Regions from separate parts of the Mus musculus genome. Here region 2 is linked to region 1. Evidence: chromatin contacts called from public HiChIP or PLAC-seq data. All regions are on one chromosome and are shown on one strand. Each heading gives the region's core, a stretch centred on a gene start, on an enhancer-like site or on the middle of the called end of the contact. The rest is flanking DNA. Distances are from core to core; before and after follow the strand shown. Region 1 overlaps Usp9x (ubiquitin specific peptidase 9, X chromosome). Region 2 has its middle 40 kb from the start of 2010308F09Rik.

Evidence for each region. HiChIP or PLAC-seq counts read pairs in DNA pulled down with a chosen protein or histone mark.
Region 2: an H3K27ac HiChIP or PLAC-seq map of embryonic stem cells shows a contact between it and region 1, with 2.7 times the contacts expected there. The contact joins two enhancer-like sites. A contact is called at or near these places in 1 of 484 Hi-C or Micro-C datasets (pancreatic cancer cells), 7 of 115 datasets of contacts at active chromatin or transcription factors (embryonic stem cells and epiblast stem cells) and 3 of 9 other capture datasets (adipose tissue, embryonic stem cells and pancreatic islet).

What each region holds. Positions count from the first base shown.
Region 1 is chrX:13,110,673-13,116,354 of GRCm38.p6, reverse strand. Usp9x (ubiquitin specific peptidase 9, X chromosome) reads right to left here. Exons shown (of 45, transcript NM_009481.2): 11 at 5,159-5,263; 12 at 2,589-2,795; 13 at 1,711-1,847. Among named protein-coding and RNA genes, the nearest start is that of Usp9x, 42 kb to the right of the region's middle. Within about 2 kb of position 1,539, at least 1 of the 459 cell types and tissues checked has an H3K27ac peak or open chromatin away from gene starts, as enhancers often do. A contact at or near this core is called in embryonic stem cells, where this site is marked.
Region 2 is chrX:13,205,153-13,210,922 of GRCm38.p6, reverse strand. No RefSeq gene overlaps it. Among named protein-coding and RNA genes, the nearest start is that of 2010308F09Rik, 40 kb to the left of the region's middle. Within about 2 kb of position 2,807, at least 154 of the 459 cell types and tissues checked have an H3K27ac peak or open chromatin away from gene starts, as enhancers often do. A contact at or near this core is called in embryonic stem cells, where this site is marked.

The DNA of each region.
Region 1 (5,682 bases), core at 290-2,789:
ATCCAAACTTCTTTGTAGAACCAGCATTGCCAATTGCTGGCCAATGTTTTTTACTTTTTAATTATTAGTATTATTAGAAGCCAAACAGATGGCTTAGCAGGAAAAGGCACTTGCTGCCAGCTTGAAAACCTGAGCTTGATCCCCATTATTTTCATTTTTGAAGGTGAGAACATGTTGTTCTCTGACTGCCATACAAAAACGAGTTCCTACCCCCCAAAAGTAAAAAAAAAAAAAAAGTAATAATATTTTAAAAACTACTAGCTGTTTAAGTTATTCCCTGGGAACATTTGGTTTGCAGCCAAGTTGTTCTTGTCACACAACAAATTTCACAGTCAACTTTCATAGATAGTACAACTTTCATATTCTAGTATAGACAAGGTCATTAATTTCTAGGAGTTGCTGAATACTATGTCTACCTGAGAGTTAATAAATTTCAGAAAGGTTAAGTGGCATATGTACCCTGGGCCAAACATACTCAAAATACATTACTTTGACAAACATTACCTTTTCCTCCACCTGCATCTATTATACAAGGAAACCATGATTATTTAAAGAATACTCCCGAGATTATATGATTTCATTGTTCACACTTCATTTATGAATATTAGTTCCACTACACTCAAGCTTTCTTTCATGCCACATAATTTTTCCTTTCTATGTCAACCATTCTAACTCATGCCCAGAAAATAAGAGGACAAATTGTACTTATAAACAGATTTTGGAACCTTAAAATAGTACATTTTTTTTTAATCCATTAACTCGCTTTCTTTCTTCTTTTAAAAATATTTATTTTTATTACACGTGTGTCTGTGCACCATGTATATTCAGTACATACTGAGGCCAGAAGAGGGCATGGGATCTCCTAAAAATTGAATTACAAATAGTTGTGATCTGAAGTTTAGTCCTCTGGAAGACTACCTAGAATTCTTAAGCATTGTACCATTTTTTCAACACCTAAGTTTTTTGTTATTTATTTTTCATTTTTGGAGTTTCTTTGTTTTTGTTTTTTTCCATTTGAGATAGGGTTTCACTCTGTAGTCGTGGCTGGCCTAGACCTAATTGTGTAAACCAGGTTGATCTGGAAACCACAAAAATCTATCTACCTCTGATTCCAAAATGCTTAGATTAAGGGTGTGTACCACCATCGCTGGCCTAAAGTATACTTAAGAAATATTTAAAAAATTCAGGGGCTAGAGAGATGGCTCAGCAGTTAAGAGCACTGACTGCTCTTCTGAAAGTCCCGAGTTCAAATCCCAGCAACCACATGGTGGCTCACAACCATCTGTAATGAAATCTGATGTCCTCTTCTCTTACATATAATAAATAAAATAAATCTTAAAAAATTAAAAAATCCAGTGTTCTATCATTCCATCTACTATCATTTAAATCTCCATGCAATTTAATCTTCTAAACTAACTTTAAAAATTAAAAAAACAATCTTTTTTTTTTGGTGTGAAAACTACCATGTGACACAGCATCAAACAGCAAGATCACTTAGATTTTAGTACTGATCACTTAATCATGGCTTACTTTCCATATCAATGAAACAAAGGATGTAGGAATGACAAAAGATTCTTTTGTTCCAAAAGGAGCCCTTTTCTTCTTAGTTTCCTGGCACTTCATTAACTTTCTTTAAAATTTTCTTTTACAAATTGAAATTAACAAACCATAAATAAAAATATTTAAACTGTCTAGTTTTAAAAGTCTTACCTCAAATTTTGAGGTGCTTCACCAAACAAACTACAAATTTCTCTAATTTGTTTCAGTGCAGGAATGACCCATTTGTCATTTGTGCGAAGTTCTTCTATGAAGCGATCAATCCACTGGATCTTTTGGGTGTCCCGGTCCTTAAACAATTTCAGTGTTTTATTATATAGATCAATACTCGGGAAAATTCTAAGTCACAGTATTTAAAGATAAATGTATAAGGAAATTAAGCTAAATTCCAATAATCCATGGAATTATAAAGTCGGTTTTTCTTATAAGATTAACATGATAAATATAAAATATACTGTAACTCTAAGAGTTTAATTTTTTTAAAGTGCTCTAGGTATATCTTAACTTCATATTTACTACCAAACTCTAAAAAGTAAAATCCTAAAATTTATCACATACATTCAGTAAAGTTTGATTATAATTTACTAGGTTTGAGATTTGTTTTAACTTAAAAAGATTCTATCTCATAATAAAATCATGCATTAACATGCTAATGCAACACCCTGACATTAGAATCTACTACCTAGAAAATTCTAATTATTCTTTATCTTTTATGAGCAAAGAAAATATTTATTTCCAAAGTTTCTAACTCAGCCTTAATATTTTATGATCTATTTGATTCCTTTACCATACATTTGACAACATTATCACTAAATGGCCTATTGTTTGTACCTCCTCTTCCAGAGACTCAGATGGATCTTAAAACATTATTGTAGAGACCTAAGAAAGGCAGGCTTAAATAAACATCAATTCTTAAAATCATTAAAAAGATAATGCTAAAATAACCTAAAATTATCCTGTACTTTAGCCATACTACCTAGTACTGTAGGGGCACAAAAGTAATACAACCAAGCCAAACACCACCTCCTTACCTGGGAGCAACTATAATCTAGTATTTTGATGTGAGCACTGAGAGCCAAATCCATGATATCTACAGGCACATCATCACTGTGAGCTAGATTCCACAGAAGGTTCAATACTTTATGTGCCATCACACCATCTTTATCATCTTCTGCAAGACGACGAATCAGCTCAAGGAGCTTTTCACGTTGCTTTTTACTTGCATTTGTCCAACTGGCCTAGAAAGATATTTAAATGAAATGAAAACCCTTATTTCATTTTCTCCTCTTCATTTTTAAGGTAGTGTGGTAGATCTCTCGAGTTTGAGGGCGACCTGGTATACACAGTGAGTTCCAAGCAGCCAAGGATATACAGTGAGATGCTCCCCAACTATAAAAAAGTGCTTGCTATTTAGCAAGCTCTTGATAATCCAAAGGGGGAATCAATTAATCATTAAGGAACTAATTATTAAGGAAGTATCAAGAGATTATCCTGGGAGAAAGAAGACCCAAATGATGTAATGACTGTTTTATACTTTTTCCTTTTTCAAGTCTGTCACTGGTCATACTTCACCACTATTTCAGGAGTCACCTCAACATGAAGGATGAATGACTATTAACTTAAGGGCATTCACAATAACTGCTTACTACAGCTGTCTTTATGGGGAAAAGTTTATCTTTGCATGTGTGAAATGTGTATGATGTATTTAAAAATGCAGAAAACATTCATTAATTTGTTCCCTTCAAAGAAGTAAAAATTTCAACAAGATATCTGATTTATAACTTTTAATGTGTTAAAACTGATCAGAGGGCAGAGGCAGGCGGATTTCTGAGTTCGAGGCCAGCCTGGTCTACAAAGTGAGTTCCAGGACAGCCAGGACTACACAGAGAAACCCTGTCTCAAAAAAACAAAAAACAAACAAACAAAAAAAACCAAACCAAACTAACAACAACAAAAAAACTGATCAGAGAAACTTAATGAAAATATTGACTTTTAGGCTTTATACCTAGTGACTGACTCTATATGCCTGGGGTAGAGGTCATTTTTCCCCCTACTGTGAAATATAAAATGGAAGATGTAAAGTGATTTCATTTTAAGAGTACCCAGTGTAGGTATGTATGTAAGCAGTATGTAAGCACTACCTACATTAAAAACCAATTGTACTGGCTGGTTTTGTGTGTCAACTTGACACAGCTGGAGTTATCACTGAGAAAGGAGCTTCAGTTGAGGAAATGCCTCCATGAGATCCAGTTGCAAGGCATTTTCTCAATTAGTGATCAAGGGGGAAAGACCCCTTGTGGGAGGGACCAGCTCTGGGCTGGTAGTCTTGGTTCTATAAGAGAGCAGGCTGAGCAAGCCAGAGGAAGCAAGCCAGTAAGCAACATCCCTCCCATGGCCTCTGCATCAGCTCCTGCTTCCTTGGTGATGAACAGCAATGTGGAAGTGTAAGCTGAATAAACCCTTTCCTCCCCAACTTGCTTCTTGGTCATGTTTGTGCAGGAATAGAAACCCTGACTAAGACATGTGGCATATACTAAGACAAATTGGTCTTATGTGGTGAATAGAATCTCAAGAGCCATCTGGGACTATTTCTGAAGTTTATGTTAATTTAATCAAGATACAGAAATTACTACATAGTTTCAGCCCTTTTTCAGTATTCTGACAATGAAATTCATCCATGCTGCTTCCAGTTTGCTTATTCCCATTCCCATGAAGTATTCCATTATATGAACATCCATTATCTATCCTCTCTATAGAGAGATTTGTAGCTATTACAAACCACTTCAGTTCACTTGTTTTTGGACATGCAAGCTGGTGCATATATGCAAGAATCTTTTGGTGTTTGGGACTGATTGAGAGCCTTGTTATGCTAAGCAAGCATTCTACTGCTGAGCTATACTGATATTCCCAGAATATTGTATTTAATCAGGGACACAATATAACCTTCCAGAGTGTTATGGCAACTTATGTTCCCAGTCAGAATCACTATTTTCAGGAGTAATACTTAGTGACTAATGATGTAATGCCAATAGTTAAAAGGCCCTCCCTTCCTAAGCACTCTTATAATGTCATGTTCTTAATTCACAAATTCACTAACCAATTAACCATGCACTGAATGTCAGTAACTGATGAGACTGTTAACACTATATAAAAGAACATGACAGAATCAATGTGAGTATGACTGTATGGTCTGGCACTGCCTTGTAAATTAAGTTATGCTTTACCTGAGTATATATCCTCAGAATACCATTGTACTGATATTTCTTTTATTGCCACCTCTTATGTTTCTCACAATCTTCCTTTCCTACTTTTCTATACTTCAACCTACTTCCAAAAGAGACTGGGAAAAGATATTCAAAACAATAACCTGAATTTTGAACAAGAGTCTTTATTAGGGCTATTAGCACTATCATGAAAATGAAAATCAAGTTTGTAGAAAGAAAACACTGGCAAAGTCTTTCAAACTAGATAAAGTCCTTTCATATCAGAAATTGTCTTACGAGTTTTTTAAGTATTTGTGGGTTAATAACAACTTGTAGTTCTAATGAATCAATTCTATCTAAATATAAAATGGTAATAACAATGCTGCGTTAATAATTACCTTAAAGCAATCAAAAAGATGATCAAGTTGTTCAGGAGAAAAATCCCATGCCAATTTGGCCAGTAGATCATGTACATTCTTTACAATGGCTTCATGTTTCCCTGCCTATTAATAAATAAAAACAAAGGTCACATAGACACTAAACTGTGAACAATAGAAACATCATCTATACTGACTGCTAATGACCATCAGGAAATTATCACCATTTAATCACCACATAATTAAAAAGATTTAATCTCTATGTAAAATTCTTAACTATTGCTTCTTGCTAAAATCTGACAATTTCATTTCTGCATATGCATAGTTAACATGTACTTTAGGAAATATTAAATTTTAATTAGTTTATCGAATATACTAATACTTTCATTGTTATTACTTTTTTCCCCAAACTGGAACTAAATACTCAAAAACAAAGCTATTTTCTATATCTCTATAAAATAAACAAAAACAACAACAAGAAAAAAGCAAAAAACCAAAGCTTTGTAAATTAGAATTCAACAATGTTTATGTAGTTTGTGGCTTTT
Region 2 (5,770 bases), core at 1,558-4,057, 93 kb before region 1:
TGAGAATTAAAAAGAAAGAACAAAAGTTAAGTGTAAGCACACTGATGGGGCAGAAGGCTTGCCACAAGTTCAAGGTCAGCCAGGACTACAAGCAGGGTGGGGGGAGAACGAATTTCATCACAAAGTCAGCTGCTATTTTATCTATTGCATTGTTGAGTTCTGCCGTGTAAGACCTCTCCAAGGTAAAGAGCAAGCACACACACCTCTCTACTTACCCTAGACAGAGAACCCGTGACAGACCAATGTACTGATTGCACCAAAGTCCAGCTTGATGAACTACTGAAAATCATAGTTTTACTGGGGTTTTTAACAAGTGTATGGCAAGGGGTTACTTACAGGAGCAGGGGTGACTACAAAGCAGATGCATTCCATAAGAACCCATCCAAACACCAGTGACAAATCCTGAACCCTGAAGTCCTCTGCTTAACTGGACAGATGGACAATTGGACAGGTCTGAGAGATCTCCTTTTGGCAGCTGGTCAGTTTCCTCCCCCAGTGATTGTTGGCTGCTTCTAGCCGAAGAAAGAGAGCCTTTTAGAACCTTACATGGTTCAGGATTCAGCATGTGACGTCAGCATTTCAACTCTGTCTCCTAGGCCTCTAGGAGGGAATGTTTCCCAACCCTTTCTGATAGTTTAAGTTTTGTTTGTTTAATGTTTATGCGTATGAGTGTTTTGCGGGCATGTATGTCACCTTGTGTGTAGCTGACACCATTGGATTCCCTAAAACTGGAGTTAAAGGTGCCACATGGACCCCGAGAATCAAACCTGGATCCTCTGCAAGAGCAGGTAGTGTTCTTGCCTGCTGCACCCTTGATGAACCATCCTGCCTCCATCGTATTTATGGCTAAAACTGTTTCTCAAGGATTGGGCTATGCCCCACTTGTAACCTTTCCTTCAAATGGTTCTATACTGCTTGTTCCAGGAAACAGCAACTGTGCCTTTGTTCCAAAAAGTTATGACCATGTGACAACCCTATTTTTTTGTTTCAAAAGGTTATTATGACCACCTTGCAACCATGTCCTTGTTTCAAAAGTTGTTAAGACCAATTTCTTTTTTTTTTTTTAAGATTTATTTATTTATTTATTTATTTATTTATTTATTTATTTATTATATGTAAGTTACACTGTAGCTGTCTTCAGACATTCCAGAAGAGGGAGTCAGATCTCGTTATGGATGGTTGTGAGCCACCATGTGGTTGCTGGGATTTGAACTCTGGACCTTTGGAAGAGCAGTCGGGTGCTCTTACCCACTGAGCCATCTCACCAGCCCAAGACCAATTTCTTATGCTCTGCTCTGCTTCTGTAACCCTGCCTGTTTGCCTGTCGTATCCCCCATTTGGAAAGCCCCTACCCCTAAGCTATAAAAACATTATCTCCCTCACATCCAAGGCTGACTCCTTGAATTCCACCTTAGAGGAGGCAACCCATGTATACACATGAATTAAAAAAAAAAAAAAAGAGCTTGCAGGTTTGCAGTGGACTATGGTGGCCCCCACCTTTAATACTAGCACCCCGGTGGCAGAGACAGACAGCTCTCTGAGTTCGAGGCCAGCCTGGTCTACAGAGTGAGTTCAAAGACAGTCAGGACTGTTACAGAGAAAAACTCTTGTGTGAGTGGAGGCGGGGGTAGGGCAGGGGGTAAGCTTGCTTTAATTAATTTGACCATGATGATTTGGGCTGGTGCTCTCTATTCAAATCCTTGATGTCAACACCATTCCCACAGCCCTCTTTTCTTTGAATCTTTTGAGATGAGGTCTCACTGTGGCTGGGTGATTTGCCTCCATGTCTGTGTGCCACCTGCATGCAGATCTTGAGGAGGTCAGAAGAGGGCAGTGGATCCCCTGGAACTGGAGTTACAGATAATTGGGAGCCCACCATATGGGGACCAGGAATTGAACCCATGTCCTTTGGAGGAGCCATTAGTACTGTAAAGCACTGAGGCATCTCTCTCAGTCTCATAACTAATAGCTGGGATAACTTTTCACAGACCCTCTTTTGGCTCTGAATACTTGAAACACTGTTTCTCTTCCACCACCTACTTTCCAACTGCTGTGGCTCAGGGTGGCGTTACCAGGTGGGCAGGCAGATTATTCCTGGAAAGCATTCCTGTCCTAAGATGGCCAGTAATTCCTATATATGGAAATATAATGGTCCATTAAAGTCATTCCAACTGTATCGCCAACTCGAGTTCTCAGGATCCAGAAGTCCCTTAGCCTGTGGGAATGGGACAAAGGGAGAGTCATAGTGGGGGAGATAGCAGAGTTCTGTTTTTAAACTGGGATAGTTCAGGCTGGCATAGAACTCACAGGGAATCCCCTGTCTGTGCCCCTGTAGTGGCAGGATTACAGATATACACCAGCCACCACTTAACCAATTAAGCTCATATCATCCCCTTTCTCCAATTTTACACACATGTATGGTATGACAGTTACGTTCATTTTGGGGGATTCCAGCAAACAAGGAGCCCGATGCTTGAGCCTTAGTTCCGGCTTCGTGCTCTGGATATGTAAAAGGGTTAGGTGCTTTTTGAGTTCTGATTAACAAAGGGCAAAAAAATCGGGGGTTGGGGGACGCAGCAGAATCTAAGATGTCGTGGGTACAAAGCACTTGGATCTGCGCAACCGCCACAGTTCCCTTCCCCCACTTCCCAAGCCATTGAGCAGACGTCTCCAACCCCTCGTGGTTCATGCCACCCTGCGGCCACTAGAGGGCAGCAGAGCCTAACGTCAAGCGAGGTCTGGCACAAGAGCTGGTTTTCCAAGGGGATTTCCGAACCACACTCCCTTAGACTTCCGGTGACACCACCCATCTTTGGCAACAAAAAGTGTGCCGGCTTGGCCAGGCAGAGAGCCGCGGAGTCCTGACAGATGCTGTTCTGTTAAAGATCAGGTTGCTGGAACAGTGTGGCTTCCTCGCCACCCCTATGGACAAAGGTCCACGTGGCTGTGGGGCCAGGCCCTTAAAGGAAGTAGCACAGAGCTGGCAGGTGTCACAGCCTCTGTGTATCCATAACTAATCCTCGTCACCACTGAACCCACACAGAAACATTGTGAGACCAGAGACTCCTATGGAGATCAGGAAGAGACCCTTGCCCCAGGCCTTTGGTAGGGACTCTTAACAGAAGTAAGACCCCAGGGCGAACAAGTTGCTGTTGGCTGGGACAGGGGAGCTGCGTGAGTAGATGATGTGGGGTCAGGGCTGGAGGCATCTTACTTGTGACCAGGTGGGACCACGCCCCAGGGTGGGCACACCATCCCAGACTGCAGGTCCGATACTTCTGCCAACAGCTGGTTTCTGTGGCCGGTACTGGTTGTGGCCCAGCCTGCCTTCAGCGCCTCAGGGCCAGCAGCTTTATGATCACCAGCTGCCAAATGCCACGGGCATACCATTTAAAAGCCAGCCCCCCCCCCCCATCGCGGCCTACTCTTTCACCCTGTCTCTCTGTCTCTTGTTGTCTGGGCTAGCCCATCTCTTCCCACCCAAATAAATTCCTTTCGGGAGATCTATTGTATGATGGTATGATGGTGTAATCTTTGGGACACACTTTAGTAACCCCAACCCGCCAAGGGATTCTGCTGGTTAACCCTTACTCTGGTGATACGGGATCTAATGGGGACTCTTCGGCCATGCACTCTGCAACTGAGACACAGCCCCAGCTCTCTGAGCTGGATTATTTTGTTGTTGTTGTTGTTACTGTTTTTATTTTTATTTGTGTATGTGGGCACATAAGTACTATGTCCTAAGAGGCCACAGTCATTGTTACCCCTAGATCTAGAGTTATGCTAGTCTCCCCTCACCAAAATGTGCATTTTAAAGGTGGTTACAGGACAGTTCCAGAGATGGCTTGGTGACCTGTTAAGAGCACTGGCTGCTCTTCCAGAGAACCCGGGTTCCATTCCCAGCCCCCACATAACTACTCAAAACCGGCTGTAACTCTAGTCTTAGGGGATCCCATGTCCTCTTCTAACTCCAAGGCCATAGACACAAATGAAACATTCTTACCAAAGAAAAAAGTCATCTAAAAACAAACAAACAAACCCAAAGACTCCTGGGGTGGCAATCCTGTAATCTGTTGTTTGTGGTGCTGTTTGGTTGTGTTTTTCTCTTTTACAGGGTAGGAATGTGGGCCCTTCCCCCAGCCTTGAGTTGGCTAAACAAGTCGCCACCGCTGGAGCCAGGCGTCCTGCCCAAGCGGAAAGAGACTGCCCGCCCGCTGAGCTGCTGAGAGCTTCCTTTGCAACTCAAACCCAGCTGAAACAAAGGGGCTCCGTTTTGTGGTTTTGCCTATAGAAATGCAGAGCTGAAAAATTACAATTTGAGCCATGGTCAGAGAAACTTTGTCTTGGTTTGTTATTTCTCTCCTCCCACTTCTCTCCCATCCTAATTCCATTCCCAGCCCTCCTTCCAGGAATGCCTGGTTCTCCAAGGCCACTGGACGTGTAATCCAGACCTTTCAGGAGCAAACAGTCTCCCACAGCCCAGCTAGAGTCATTTCTTTCTTTCTTTCTTTCTTTCTTTCTTTCTTTCTTTCTTTCTTTAATTTATTTATTTATTTATTTATTTATTTATTTATTTATTTATTTATTAGGTTTTGAGTTTTGTTCTTTGTTCTGTATTGTTGTTGTCTGGTTTTGTTTTGGAGACAGGGAATCAAGTAGCCCAAGATGGCCTTGAACTCATTCCAGTCCTCTTCCCTCCACATCTCAAATTCTGAAATTACACACGTATCACACCACTCTCTCTTTCTCTTTCATCTCTCCTTCTCTCTGTGTCTCTCTGTCTGTGTGTGTCTCTCTCTCCGTGTGTGTGTGTGTGTGTGTGTGTGTGTGTCTGTGCCACAACAATCAATAAAGTTGGTCTGTTTTCTTGTAGGAGCATACATAAACTAATCCACCCCCAGGTATGTTTGTTACCGAATTTCCAGTTGCTTACCCAGAGACACTGCAGGCCTGGTGGCAGGGGGCAGGTCTGAAAGGCTGCCCTTTTGTAAAAGAAATCTTCAAGTATCTGAATCCATAATGAAAATAGCAAAGGGAGAGGGGGTCTGACCTCTGGTACTGACACAAAGGAGCACAGGTGGTACTTTTCTGAAGACCCCATGGGCATCCCAAGGCAACCCTGGCCTTCACTTGCCCTGGAAACCAAACCCCTAGCCCTGCCTGCCAGGCCTTCACTTTCTCTCTCTAACTCTGGATAGTAGTCCAAGAAGAAATACAGCTGCTTTTATTCCTTTTTATTGTTATTTATCTATTTTGTTTTGTTTGAAACAGAATCTCATTTGCCCAAGCCAGCTTGGAAGTATGGAGCCCAGACTGGCCATGGCCTAATTCTTCATGGGTCGGACTACAGGCCTGTGCTACCCAGTCGGTTTTCTCACTCTAGCTCCCCCTCCCTCCTTCTGTCCCCTGCATCTCTTGAGACACCCCCCTCCCTTCTCTCTTTCCACTGCTTAGGGTGGAACTCAGGCTCTTGAACCCCCTACGAAAGCCCCCTACCACTGAGCTGTATAGTCTTCAGCCCTGGGAAGATATCAATTTTAGTGATCAGTTATCTCTTTGAGATTTCATTGATTGAATTTTTTAAAAAAGATTTATTTATTTATTATATGTAAGTACACTGTAGCTGTCTTCAGACACTCCAGAAGAGGGCGTCAGATCTTGATTGAATTTTTTTAAAAAAAATAGTTTACTTATTTTTATTTTATATGCATTGGTATTTTACCTGCATGCACGTCTGTGTGAGTGTCAGATCTCGGAGTTATAGTCGTGA